Regions from separate parts of the Mus musculus genome. Here region 2 is linked to region 1. Evidence: chromatin contacts called from public HiChIP or PLAC-seq data. All regions are on one chromosome and are shown on one strand. Each heading gives the region's core, a stretch centred on a gene start, on an enhancer-like site or on the middle of the called end of the contact. The rest is flanking DNA. Distances are from core to core; before and after follow the strand shown.

Evidence for each region. HiChIP or PLAC-seq counts read pairs in DNA pulled down with a chosen protein or histone mark.
Region 2: a contact with region 1 is called in an H3K4me3 HiChIP or PLAC-seq map of embryonic stem cells, with 14 read pairs. The contact joins the promoter of Pdgfrl here to the promoter of Mtus1 in region 1. A contact is called at or near these places in 4 of 39 promoter capture datasets (the C10 cell line, cranial neural crest, liver and 1 more), 1 of 484 Hi-C or Micro-C datasets (nephron progenitors), 4 of 115 datasets of contacts at active chromatin or transcription factors (bone marrow-derived macrophages, embryonic stem cells and pancreatic cancer cells) and 2 of 9 other capture datasets (adipose tissue and liver).

Annotation. Positions count from the first base shown.
Region 1 is chr8:41,131,007-41,138,240 of GRCm38.p6, reverse strand. It overlaps Mtus1 (mitochondrial tumor suppressor 1), which reads left to right and starts at 4,515. Exons shown (of 14, transcript NM_001005863.2): 1 at 4,515-4,760.
Region 2 is chr8:40,923,569-40,930,802 of GRCm38.p6, reverse strand. It overlaps Pdgfrl (platelet-derived growth factor receptor-like), which reads right to left and starts at 4,570. Exons shown (of 6, transcript NM_026840.3): 1 at 4,378-4,570. The coding sequence starts at 4,432.

The DNA.
Region 1 (7,234 bases), core at 3,266-5,765:
GGAACATGCAGAAGAGAATCCAGCCAAATTTGCAAGCCCAAATAAGATTATGTGAGCAGAAACCTAAGACTTGTTAGTAAGTCAGGATCTTTCTTAGACTGGTCAGTTTCTACACCAGACCATTTGGCTTATCATCTTGAGACACAGAAACTAGCCATCTAGGCTATTAATACTATAATAGAATCCAAACATACTTGGAGGGTCTTTTGTTTGTTTTTTTTTTCTTTTTCAATTTCTATAACCAACATTTCTTCAGCACCTATGAAACCACTGGCTGGCAAGTTTGTGGTGTGTTGTAGAAAGCTACTGTTTATTTTCGAGGCAAGAGCATTTTGGGGATGTGATAATATGACTCTGAGCATGACGGAACTTCTGAAGTCTACGTGAAAGAGCTGCTGTCCCTATTCGTATCTATTTATAGCCAAACTCTGATCTTCTAATGCTGCTCTGAGGCTGGGATGAAATTAGCCTGGTTCCTGAAGAGAGCTATCTTTGTCCATGTGTGCATGCTCTGAGGATCGAACTCAGGACCTAGGGCCTCACACTCTGCAGGTAAGTGCTCTACCACTGGGCCACAATATGTTGTCATTTTTTATTTTCTCCTGCCATGCCCCATTCATTAATCTTTATCTGAAAAAGGAAAGTTTTTTTTTTTTTCAGTTTTCCTTCCTTTAAGTAACATCTTTTGAAAATGGCAGTTATAAACGGGTTGGGACACTTGGACACCTTAATTTGTTGCTCAACATTCTATTTACTGTTTTTCCTGCCTTATGTTAAACATGTTTCCTCAATGGGTGATTTTAAGAATTTGCTTTCTTTTGTCTCTTAGAGATGTCCAAATCCCTGCTCAATGGGAAGGTGATAGAAGTAAGTTTAAGAAAGTAACAAAAAAAAGGAGTGAATTGGAGTAAAGAAAAAAAGGACTCCAAGGGAGCCAGGCAGTGGTGGCACACGCCTTTAATCCTAGCACTTGGGAGGCAGAGGCAGGCAGATTTCTAAGTTCAAGGCCAGCCTGGTCTACAGAGTGAGTTCCAGGACAGCCAGGGCTATTCAGAGAAACTCTGTCTTGAAAAAAAAAAAAAAAAAAGGACTTCAAGGGACTCCTGGAGTTTAGCCCTTGAGAATTAACCCCTTCTGATGTAATGTGACCCTGGGGAAACAGGCTCAAGCCTTACTGCAGATGTCAATGCTAGGGAAAGGAATTGACAATCTCACCATTGTCAACAGGATCACAGCACATTTGCTAGACTTTGAGGGTGGAAGTCTTTTTATTTAAATGAACTAGAGAAGAAGCAAAGTTAAAAGCAACTATTTAACATTTTTGCTTCCCCCTGATTAGAGGACAAGCAATATGATCATTTATCTTATTAATGGAAAAACATAGTCATTTAAAAGAAAAAAAAAAGAAAGAAAGAAAAGATTTATTTATTTTATGTATGTGAGTTCACAGTTGCCTGTCTTCAGACACACCAGAAGAGGGCATCGGATCCCATTACAGATGGTTGTGAGCCACCACGTGGTTGCTGGGAATTGAACTCAGGACCTCTGGAAAAACAGTCAGTGCTCCTTACCAGTAAACCATCTCACCACCCCAACATGTTCATTCTTTATGGCCGATCTCAAGTGGGGGAAGCATCTTTAAAATGTCTACTATTAACATGGATCAAAATGTAGAACATGTGAAATTATATTAAATAAAAACTTTCTCTTCAAAATTGACCCTTTGGTGTCTGGACTCCATTTTAAAACACAACCAGCTACATCAATTTCTTGAAGTTTATTTGGGGAGTTTATTTGGGAAGTGTATTTTTACATATTATTTTGTTTATAGGAATAAAATACTATACAATATAAGTATATGGATTTTCTCTGCCTAATAGAAATGGCAACATGCTAGTAGATAATTGTTTTGCACTTAAAAATATGCACACGATGTATCTTAGATTATTTTATAATAATAAAAGATCTGTGTCATTCTTTTTCAAGTCCTCATAGGATTTGTTTTATGATTATGCCATAACTCTTTTTTAAACAAACTCCTTATAATGAGTTCTTCATCAATCAGTATGTTGTTTCTCAATATGTTGTTACTAGACACAAGGCTGACATAAACAAGGCTTTATACTCATGGAAGTTCCGCAGGGTAATATAAGATAAGCTCTCATTGAGGGGTTTCTAGTGAAAATAACCTGTGCATCTTTATTTAATCAGTTAGGATTTTGAATTTCCCTCTATGGAAGTCGCTCTAGGTTACGTTTACATCTGCACTCTGACTGCCTCTCTTCTCATTATACCAACGCCCGGTGGCTATCGCATGTTCTCATCTTTGACACTCTGCCAAGTGAAACAGGGATTTTTAAATAGAGTCTTCAATTTTCATTTTTCCTCCCAGAGGATAAAACATGCTAACTTTTCTTTAGAACAGAACACCACGAAGTTATGCAGAGTTGTCTTCTTATCCTTAATTCTGGACTCTGGAGCAGGTCAGCATTCAAGTTCAGAGGTCAGGAACATGGCTATATGCCCAGAACCAAGAGGGATAGAGAAGCCAATAGGCCTTAGTTCATGACCATTTGGCTGGACAGAGTCTCTGATGATGCCCCCAGATCACTTCTGATTATGGGAATGCAATGAGAAGCTAAGGTTCTGATTTCCACACCTTCAAAAAAGTGACAGTCACATCTGCACCGTGACTGCCTCTAAACTGTGACGTATCTCCAATTACTTCAGTGAGTGGTTGTTTTTTTAAATTTTGTTTTCTTCTTTCAATTTATCTTACAGAAATAAAAAGTAAAACTGATTCCATATTCATACATAGAACTAAGTCGCACAATGGAATGCAGTGGTGGTGGGAATCTGGATGTGTGTGGATTATATTGGGCCAAATCATCGGGGGCACGTGGCTTATAAAGGCTTAAATAATATGTTTAACACAAGGAGGATTTTCCTTAGGGAGGAAGCATGTTGCTAATTAGCATAATTATCTCATGACTTGCCAGAAAAAAACATCCGGGGCTTTTTTTTTTTTTTGGTTTTGTTTTGTTGGGTGCCTTTTGCTCAAGGGAGAATTGTCCGATGGTTTTTAATGCTGTGCCACTTTAAAACTAGTCACATGATTTTTTTCCTAACGTCAGACAGAGTTGATATTACGACAGGGATTTCAAAGATAAGCAAGAGGTGTTATCTACTGGAATATGGAGGGAAAAAAAGGGGGAGTCGGGCCTGCTCGGCTGGGTTTGTGCCTGCCTTGGCTGCCCTCACAGTGTGACCATGTGCAAGTCACTTGGCTTTTCTGAGCTTCGGTTGCCTCACTCAAATAATAGAGATAATAATCTAACCTATTTACAGCAGGGTCTACTTGTGAGCGAAGAATGGATCATTGTTCACGTGAAAGCACTTAAAGCTATAAACAGCAAAGCTATTAGATCATCCAGCATTCGTGGTATAGGCAACCTCTGAAATGCTGCTTCTGCTCCCTCACCCCCACCCCCGTCCCCCGCCTCTGCGCTCCAAGAAATGTACTGAAAATGCTTTTTCAGCAATCCCAGGCCACGTAGTTTTATATATGTATACACACATGCATACATTAAACTTAGAGTTCTGGGTTGTCTGACATGTTCAGGAATGTTTTTATCTGTTACAAGCAGGCTATCAATCTTTAGGGAAAAAACCTTATATTAAAATATGCTTAGTGGAGGCTGAAATTTCCTCAGTTTGATTCAAGAACAAGGACTTTGGCTTTCAAGTGGCCAGACCTAGCTTCTCTTCCTAGCTTCTCCCACTACCCCAACCCCACCCCCATCTGAACTTCTAACAGTCGGAGTGCTGGTTTCTTTAATCTTTAATAGGTGCTCGCTAGTAATCTGCTCGGAAGTCTGAAGACAATATAGGGCGCAGGTGGGACTCTCCGAGAACAATCAGTGCTGCTTCCTTATAAACCCTTACGCTGATAAGCCTGCAACTTCCCCACCTCCCAACTCCAAAGCCCTTCGCGGGACAGGGAATTCTGGCTGCGAGGGGACCCAGGAGGAGCCAATCCTCCCTCTGGCTAGCTAGCCTGTCCGACGGTCCTGGGGCCCCAAAGTTGGGCTTGGCAGAGCTTAGCTTTCCCACCAGGACGTGAATGGTTTGGGGTCGCGCGGGACAGCCAGCCAAGCGCGCAGTCAGCAGCGGTGGCTTTGCGACACACGTGGCAACAGGTGCAGCGCGATCCAGGACGTACGCCCGGGGCTTGTGGCTTATGTTGACGTTTAGCCAGGGAGCCCGACCCGGCTGGCGACCGTAGTGGAGCTCCGCGGGAGTCATCGTGCCTCAAGGAACCCCTGCTCGTCTCTCAGGTTAGTTTTTTTGGGGGGCACTGCCCCTTCTGCCCCCCTCTCCCCCCCGCAACCTGGCCTTTGTCTGGGCTCTAGGAGCCGCCGCGGGCGAGGGGCGAGGCCACCCAGCCCAGGATCCTCCGCCTTCGCTCCTCCCCCTGGCGGCCCGGGGCGGGGAGGCTGGGACGCCCGGGCTCCGGGTTCCCGGTTCCCGCCTGGCCGCCAGGGTGCTGGTGCGGGTTGGGGTCGATCTGCAAGCCCCAGGTACAGACGTCTCCAAGGCAGGACCCGCCGAGGGTGCAGAACGCCGTGGCTCCCCCCAGGGCTGGCTCCCCGGCTCTGCGGGCAAGCGCGGAGTGGATCCCATTCCGTCGCCCATCCCGGCCGCGGTGGGGACCTCCGGAGAACGAGGAGCTGGGGAGCGGCGACTGCAACGCACTCACGGTGACCGGACTGGCTTTCCGGGGAGGGGGGCGGGTGTCCTAGTGGGTTTCAAAGTAGGAGGAGTGGGGAGGCTGAGCTCACGTGGGACCCGCGGGGCTCCTGCAGGACAGCGGGCTGCAGTTGCTGTCACCTTGAAAGTGACCGAGGCGGTGGGTTTATTGTGGATAAAGGACAACTGTCAAGTTTGCATCCTCGGTGGAAAGCCGCCCACCAAGCGCTGGATTCTGGCTCTGGACCTGGCAGCCTCAGGCTTCCGGCTGGGCGACTTGCCGGGGTCCATTCCCACTAAGCAGTCAGGGCAGAAAATATGGGAGAAAGGGAATTAGTGCAGTTCCCCAGGTCCTCATGCGGGTTTTACTCCCTGCAGCCTGCGGGTTCTTACAAACTCTAAGGGAAAGCCCACGTTGAGGGTCGCCGTATTGATTACTCAATAGAGGACTTAGCTCGAATTTCCGCGAAGTCTTTGCGCCCCCCCCCCCAACTAGGGTGATCTGTTCACTTTTCACTTGTAAAAGTGACACATTGAATTGTAAACATAGCTTGCATACTGGCACTCACTCTGCAAAATGCTACTTTTAAATTGTCTTGTGTTCTACCAGAGGAAATCCAGTGTATTTTGTTTGTCTTAAAACCAGAGTCTTAGGCAAAACAGGAGGAAAGCGAGCTTTCATGTTCTGCCAGGTGATTGGAGTTCAATCAAGGTATCAAATCACAGCGCGGTGGGGGTGGGAGTGGATTCCGGGGATCCGGAGACAACTTGTGGGAGGGCAAAAAAGAGGTGGGGTCGGGCCCCCGCTAAACATATGACCTCTGTAAGGAATGTTTTACAAATAGGTTATCAGTTTAAATAGTTCATCCCCGTTCTCTCCAGCAATCCCTTTAGGGCAATCTGTACTCTGTTGTGTGGGTGTGTTTAAACTTCTTGTTTACAGATTTATTTCTCAAGAACTGTATCGATAAGAAAAGTTATGCAAGAAAACCTGTTCCTGCCCTGTTTTTTTAAAAAAGGCATAGAATTTAGTTTAAAATACTTTTAAAATGTTGTATCGATCTTCACCTGAACCCTCTCTCCACTGCCCCGGCCCCCCCCCCCCGTGACCCACCCCCTTGTTCAATGGATGGAGCGAAGAGTTTTGTATATACCAAACACCTGGATTATCATTGATAGCTGCCCCAGCCCCTCACCTGTTCCTTTTAAAAACTAGATTTATGTGGGAAACAAATTGTGTTTGGGAGAGGTCTGTACCTTTTAATTAACCGTTAGGAATTCAAGGATAATTTTTGTAGGGTTTAGCTAGGATTGTGAAATTCTGGATAAATTTCTTGTAGACTTTTTGGAAACTAGAGTTACAAGAATTAAGCTTTTAAGAAGCATGTTGATTAGTAACCCTGAGAGCTCTGATTTCAACCGGAATGGACCGCTGATGTATACAGTTTGATACATTCAGGAAAATAAGAGTCAATCCCACCATTTCTCTTTTTCTCCCCTTTGTAAACTATAATGAAAATTCCCCCATTATATAAAGCCTTCAAAATCTTAATAAGTGTTACACATTATATTCTATACACGTGTCGATTTACTTAACCTTGTTTTACAAGCTGATCTTTTCATTTTCAGTTACTGTAATTAAATATGCTATTGCAACCCTTAATCGCTTTTAAAATTTTGTCTGCAAGGTAGGTTTCCTTAGGATAAAGTCCTTGGAAATCACAATTAGTGGTGCAAAAGTTTCTTTTAAAAATATTGAACTTTGGTCTCCAAAACGCCTTAGTCAAACTAAGCAGACCAGAACTGGCTCTTGTGTTACCGTCTTTCTAACACCCTTAAAAGGAAGTAGTATTGCCAGCTTTATAGGTGAAGAGTGCAATCTTGGTATTTATGTTTCCATTTCTAGGATTGCAAATGTTATCAAGTACCCCACATGGGTTTCTAGTTCCTTTTCTTGTTTTCTTTTCATTTTGAGACAGGGTTTCTTTGTGTAGCCTTGACTATCTTCAAATTTGTCCTGTAAACCAGGCTGGCCTTGAACTCAGAGATCTGCTTGCCTCTGCCTCCCAAGTGCTGGGATTAAAGGCATGTGCTACTACATCGGGATAGTTTTCCTTTTATTTCAGTGTAGCATCACATTTTCCTCTTGGGATATTGGCATTTTTCTACTTATAAAAACCTCCTCCAGGCCGTTGGGTTGGCATACATCTGTTCATACTGCAAATATTTTTCTCAATTTGTGTTTGCCCTGTAAACACATTTATAGATGTGTTGACTTCCAGAAGTGTACTTCAGTGTTGTCAAACATGTTGGTTTTTCCCAAAATGGATGTTTAGTAGTTCTGAGTCACAGTTTAGGAACCACATATGGCTGTCACTTCTGGAACTATGACTACAACTTCTATGTTCTGCAGTAGCTGCTGTTGTGCAATTTTTTTTTCCTTTTGCACATGTTAATGACAAATTGTGGAGAATGGTATATGTCA
Region 2 (7,234 bases), core at 3,321-5,820, 210 kb after region 1:
CTGGAATTGGAGAAATAGAAGGCTGTTAGTCACCATGTGGGTGTTGTGAACAGAACCCAGGAGTTTTTCCTTTTCTTTTCAAGCCTGTTCTGAGCTCCAGGGGCTTAGCCACACCTGTTCTGAGGCTCTAACAAATTTGTGTGTCCCTCCCTCCCTCCCTCCCTCCCTCCCTCCCTCCCTCCCTCCCTCCCTCCCTCCCTCCCTCCCTCCCTTTGCCTCAAAATTCCTGGTTGGAATATTCTGTTTCTGAGTCAGCCCTGTGACACTTGGAAGACTAGCAGGCGTCTTCAATTTAATGGCCCCAAAGTGAACTCTGAAAGCTACTCAGACCTGCTCCTTCCCAGGAGTCCTCTCTCCTACAGGCAGGAAGCCCCTCCACCTGGTTGCTCAAGACAGACACCCCAGTCTCGCCTTTCTTTTTCTCCTAGGCAGCAGCAAACCCCTTTGTTTTCATGTTTACAGTACATCCTGAGGGCAATCCCCCACCTCCACCCCATCTATTGCCACCAGACCTGGTCAACTTGCTTTCTTCTAGATTACTAATGTCTCCCCAAGTAGGCAGTTGGCTTCCACTTGGGGCTCTTCCCTACTCAAAACCGTTCATTGATCTTCACTTAACTTGAAAGAAAGCATTGTTCTCTCATGCTCTACGAGGACCTGCCCTCCCCTGGGTCACATTTTAGGGTACCCAAGCCTCCCTAGGTACTGGATAAAGCTCTTGGGCAGCCTTAGCTCTTCCTTGTGACACCTGTAGGTGTCGCCTCTGTATCTCAGGTGGGCAGGCTTCTAACTCTCTATCCAAGAAACACCCCCTAACCCACTCTCATATCCCATCCTGAGCTGTTTATGAACAAACTTCCATTGCTTTAAGCCACCTTATTCCTAGTGTAGATTGAGTATTCCTAATCTGGGGAAACAACAACAACAGCAACAACAACAACGGCAACAACAAAAGCTTTCAAATTCAAAACATCTGGAATTCTCGACAAGTGAAAAATGCCATAGCCAACTGCAAGTGCACAAAAATATTGCTTAAAATCACCTTTGGATTATATATGTATAGCAGATACACATAACATACATGAAGTCTAAGCTTCATGCTTAGACTCCAGTCCCACATCCAAGAAACTTGGTTATGCTTATGCAAACATGCCAAAAATCTGGAAAAAAAAATGCTAGCCTGACCCACATCTGTTCCCAAGAATTTTTGAGAGCGATTGTCAGCTTGTTCTTGGTCACAGCAGCTCTAGGAAGCTGACATGCTTTGGTTAGTGAGATCTATGATGCTTGTCAGTTTCTAAAAAACGATGTCTTCACACTCGTTTGTTCTCTGTTCCCTCCATTTGATCATGAAGACCAGGAAGAAAGGACCTTATAGCCTTGACCACAGAAAACAACCCTCTCTCTGAATTTTCCTCATCCTTCTGACAGCCTCTCTCTTTCTCTCTCTCTTGCTCTCAGACTAACCTCTTGAATGGCACTAAGTATGGAAGACAGGTTTATCTGTTAAACATACAGGCCAAGACCCTACATGCTCTGAAACATCCAATAATAGCACTTGTAAGCAAGATGTATTTTGTGAATACTTATTTATGTATGCATAGGTTTCTGGTCTACTGTCTGTTTCCAAGAAGTAAGCCAACACAAGAAAGTGATACATTGTTCTTGCTGGATAGTCATGGTCACTGTATCATTTTCCTTATCTTCTTTCAGACCTGGTTTCCCCCTCTAATGTTTTGATCTTTTTTTGAATTTTAGAAGCTTTCAGATTATCTAAGTCTAAATTATCTGAAAGCTATTGGATGAAGGGGCTTGTGTAGGTAAATGGAGATGCATTAATGGATCAATATGCGTATCTCAGCACTTGACTGTCACATTAAATATGCGTACGTAGGTGATAGGAGGTCAGTAGGTGACTGCAGTTTTATACTTTCAAGTGTGGACGTGGCAGTGCACCACTGGACAGAACGGGTCCTGGGAGCAGTCCCTCACTAACTGGGGTCTTGGCCTATTTATTCACTGTTTTCAAGCCTTCAGTTCACGAAATGGGTAGACAGTGTGGTCCTTCAGGTCTTCCCATTATAAAGAGAAATAGCATTATTTCTCAAAAACTTTAGAATTGGGCAAGACAAATGCCACTGCTTAGGACAGATGTCTACTCCGTGGATGCTTGCAGCGAAGGCTCTTCCTCTGAGGCTGTCTTCCAAATATGATCACAAAGTGGACAGGCTCAGGGACAGTTACAGTCACAGCTTGTGCCTGTAGTTGGGGCTGAGGGATGCAACCTGACCTGCCAATCAGATCTCAGCACTGGAAGGACGGCATGAATAGTTGCTCTCTTTGGCTGTCCCTGCGCTCTTCCTGTCACTACATCAGGATTCAAAACTAATGACAAAAATTCTTGAAAGGGTTAGGAAAACAGTTAAATAACTTAATGGAGTCAGTTTAATTTTCAGTATGTTTAACATTTTGTCAATGGCATATTATATTACATATATGTATCATATAAATATATATATGCACACACATATCATATCATATGTGTCTGTAAGTATAAGGGCAAGACCCACATTTACCTATTATTAATTATTAAATATTTGACCCATATTCCTCTTTGTCTCATAAATACTTATTGCTTGTAGGAGTAGAAGTTTATTTAAATAGATGCTAATTCATTTAGACAGATGTCTGCCGTACTTCACAAACTCCGACCTATGTTGGCTGAAGTCAATCTCAAGCCTTTCCAACCGGCTCCAACTTGAGTCCCTCCAACTCCAACTCCAATGGACTGTTTGAAGTTGTTTTGTCTGGCCGTCTTCTGCTCTATTCAAAAATGACTCCAAATACTGCATCCCCACCATTTTAGCAGTCAGAGACAAGGACCTGCCAGGAACGATTTAATACCGTGTTGTGCAGACTGAGCTCAGGGCAAAGGGGAACTGCTGTTCCCCTCCCCCAGAGGCTCTGCTTACACTTTTTTATTTACTCAGTCAGAGTCTGTCCTTAAGGAGCCTCGTGCACAGTGTCATGAGCCACCACCACCTTGAACGTCTGCATACTCGAGGCAGAGGACTGTAGCTTTAGAGAATGGAAACCCGGATGGAAGGGTCGGGATTGATGAGTGGATCAGTCCCAAGCCAGGTTGAGCCGGCTCCAGCATGGGATTGCATAACAGCAAGACACTTTTCAACCAAATCTAAGGAGCACATTTGTGGCAGTAACTGAGGAATTTTAAGGAAGCCTTGAGATCGGTCGCCAGATGTACTATGCAAACAGCAACGATTAAATAAATGATGCAGGAAATAAAATAATTAATTAAATTAAAATAATTAGCAGTGATATGTACTTAAAAAAATGTATAGTGTATAAAAACCACACACACAAACACACACACACACGTAATAAAGCCTAATCCTACGGTTATCTGTCTACAATACAGGATGGACCTAGGGCAGGTACACATCTCAAATAAACATTTTTTAAAGTGATGTAGTGGTTGGTGAAGTGGCTCCTTTTCATTACCATAGCGCAAGGAGGAAGCTCACCCCTGCACGGTGCCTTTTGATTTTCATAAGTCTGCTGTAGCATACACACTCCCAAACACACACACACACACACACACACACACACACACACACACACACACACACACACACACACACACTAAATGCAATTTAAAAAATTAAATGATGCAAGGCCCTCCTATGTGCTACAAAAAAAAAAAGTAGGCTTTGTTTCCATCCATCCTCTTATTTATACGGAAAATATAACTGCGGTCTAGTTTTTTTTTTTTTTTTTTTAAATTGGTTTAGTGCAGCATTTTGTTGTTGTTGTTGTTAAAAGACCTAGGCAAATCTAGCAGGATTTTAGTTCAGATTGGTATACAACAACAGCAACGACAACAACAACAACAAGCAAACAAAACAAGACTGTAATGGGGAAGGAAGACACACAGGGAATTTTCCACAAGAATCTCTTTGCTTAGGTGGCACCGGCTACAATAGTCCAGGGCGAGGATCGGTCGTATAAAGGTGGAAGCGAGCCACTGCGGGCGCGCCATCAGACCGACACGTTGACACAGGGGGCTGGACCAGGCTCCGTCTGGGGAAGATGGGGTAGATCGGTTCGATCGCCTGTGGCTTTCTGATAAGGCTAGAGAAGTCCTGATAGGCTCTTTCGGTCAGTGCAACCGCCGCCTTCACAGGAGTTCTTCAGGGCGATGGGGGAAAGGAAAAGAAGAAAGGGGACCCTTCTAGGACGAGCCAGGTACACCGGAAGGTGACCAGCGCTGGGGACGATCCCTATGGCCAAAAGTTAGAGGAGTTGCTGAGAGAATCTCGGACTGGGCGAAGGCGGTCAGAAGCCAGAGTCACTCACCATCTTCCAGCGCTTCGTGTAGCAACAGAAGTCCGAGCAGCAGCCAAAACTTCATCTTCAGGGCTGGTGACCTGCAGAATAGTTCAGGACTGCAGACGGCGCGACAGGCTGTCCAGGGCAGGGCAGGGGCGCAGAGGGGAGGCGGCGCCTGGGACACCACAGCTGGAGGATTCGGTTTCACTGGGGGAAACACAATTTGGGGGAAAAAAAAGAAGATTAAAAAAAATTTTTTTCCCCTGTGTAATGTGATCTCTTCTGCCCCCTGGTGGAGTGGTGACGGATAGAGCTATTACCAAGCACTGGGAAGACAAATGACTAGGAAGGCCTAAGGTGACCTAGATGATGGAATCAGGAATCAGTCCACCTTCTCTGGTAGGGTCTTGCTTCTTAGCAAAAAAGTGCGTCTTAAGTTTCTCTTGGTCCCCAGGTGTTCTCTTACTTGCACTAAAAAAAAAAAAAAAAAAAAAAATGGGTTTGCTATCGCATTAAAAAATATTGTTGGTTGTGGCTGCTCCTTTTAGGCCTGGTCAGAGACAGGGTAAGAGCGCATCTAGTCCTGGACCTGATGAACCTGCGCATCTTATGCAGGTGAAGGAGCTGTCATAGTGGGGAGGGACGGGGCTGCCTGTCTGCAGTCAGAGGGGCTCACAGCAACTGCTTGTATGAGCTTAACAAATGGAGAACCAGAGAGAAGAGAGGAGACGGGAGGATAAGCAGATAGCGGGAACAGTATGGGGAAAGAACTGGACTTCCGGTTGCGGTAGAGCGGGCTGTCAGTGTGGACCTAAGTCTAGAAAGGCCTTTTAAGAACCCCTCCGAGTACGCTGGGAGGAAATATGCGCCCAATGGAGGAGAAGAGCATTATTAGCAGTCCTGGGCCATCAAAAGTCAGAGTGAAATGTTAGTCCTTCTCTTATATGGTTTTTATTTTTTTGCCCATGGATTGTTTTCTAAATAGTATTTTAATTATACATCTTAGTGTTTTCTATGACTAAGATTCTCATTGCTCCTTTTGGTCTTACTTAGTTAAAAAAAAATCCCTTCAAACTAGTGCACACTATTAAGAATTTGCTTAGAAAAATAAACTTAAAAAAAAAACTAAATATTGGGCATTCCTTGCTTGTTCCCTAAATAAAGACATTTAACTTCTCAAAATAATCTTCCATCTAAATAGAATCAAGACGGATTACAAAATTATTATTTTTTTAAAGTCAGACATTTCTTATTTGTTTGAGGTCTCTCTACTTTGCCCTTGCTGTCCTTGAACACACCATAGAGAGGCCTCTAACTCACAGAGATCCACCTGCCTCTGCACCCTGCAAGTACTGGAACTAAAGGTGGGTGCCCCCGTGCTTGTCAAAACAGGAGCAATGAGAATCTTAGTCATAGAAAACACTAAGATGTCTACTTAAAATAACTACTGCTAATGCCGCTTCTACTCCATTGGGCGCATATTTCTGCCAGCGTACTCTGAGGGGTTCTTAGAAGCAATGTCAAAATCTTTGCTATTCCCCAAGTCAGTCATCAAAGGTAACATAGGGTAAGACAAGGACCCCAGCTACATAATTTCCATGAGGCAAAAAGAAATGACCTTTTCAATGCCAGGAAGCATCAGGTGATAAAGACGTACCATTATCGGCTGCATACTTGCAGCAAAAGCCATCCAATGACAGGGGAACTAAAAAGCAGGAACTTCTGGTCTAAGATTGCCTGCCGCTGCCTCTCCTACCTCTGCTGCAGAGTTTCAGTGATTCATGTTTTCCTGTGTATCCAAAGAGTGCCTCTTACGAGTTGTTTATATACATACCCTCATGTCAATGTAAGCCACTTCAGAAACATTTGTCGTGCAAGCCTGACTTTTCTTGGGCTGTGAAACTCTTGGTGCTTACACATGAGCAGTTTGGGGAAGACTCTGGCATCTTGGAGAATCACTGATTAGAGAATAATAGAACCCCGAACCATGACAGTTTCTCTTTGATTTGGAACAACAGGTAGCCTTGAGTTTGCCTGGATGGCCTTTGTCTTCCAGTTGGCTGCTCCTGTCTTAAGTGCATCGAAAAGAAATCTGAAAGTTTTGACATAGTGTCTATAAGCTACTACTAGAAAGCTTCGAATGGCAGGACAGTGTTTTTGAATACTTCTCTACTTTGACCTACATTAAAAGACAAATGGAGGTAATGGGTTTGTATTTGCTTGGCCCAGGGAGTGGCACACTTAGGAGGTGTGGTCTTGTTGGAGTAGGTGTGTCACTGTGGGCATGGGCTTAAGACCCTCATCCTAGCTGCCTGGAAGTCAGTCTTCCACTAGCAGCCTTCAGATGAAGATGTAGATCTCTCAGCACCTGCCTCTCCATGCCTGCTTGGATGTTGCCATGTTCCCACCTTAATGATAATGGACTGAACGTCTGAACCTGTAAGCCAGTCACAACTGAATGTTGTTCTTATAAGAGTTCCCTTGGTCATGGTGTCTGTTCACAGCAGTAAAACCCTAACTACGACATGGGCCGATGGGATTATTTTTGTGTGTTTTGGAGAAATCTTTAAGTTACTTTGTGAAATATGGAGATGTAGCATAATCCCTCAGCAATGCAGACTTTGAGGCCTTAGACACAGAAGGGCACACACCTACAGACTAACTATTCAGGAGGCGGAAAATAATAGGGTCTCTTGGGCCCAAGTCCAAGGCTACCCTTGGCAACATAGTGGACCATCACAAACAAAACAAAGCCTTACTGAAGAGACTTGATACCTATTTAATAATTATTGTTACATACAAGTGTGTGTGTGTGTGTGTGTCTTGTTCAGCCTTTATAATGTCACTTGTATATTTTCAGGGCTATTTGATAACCAATTGTTCT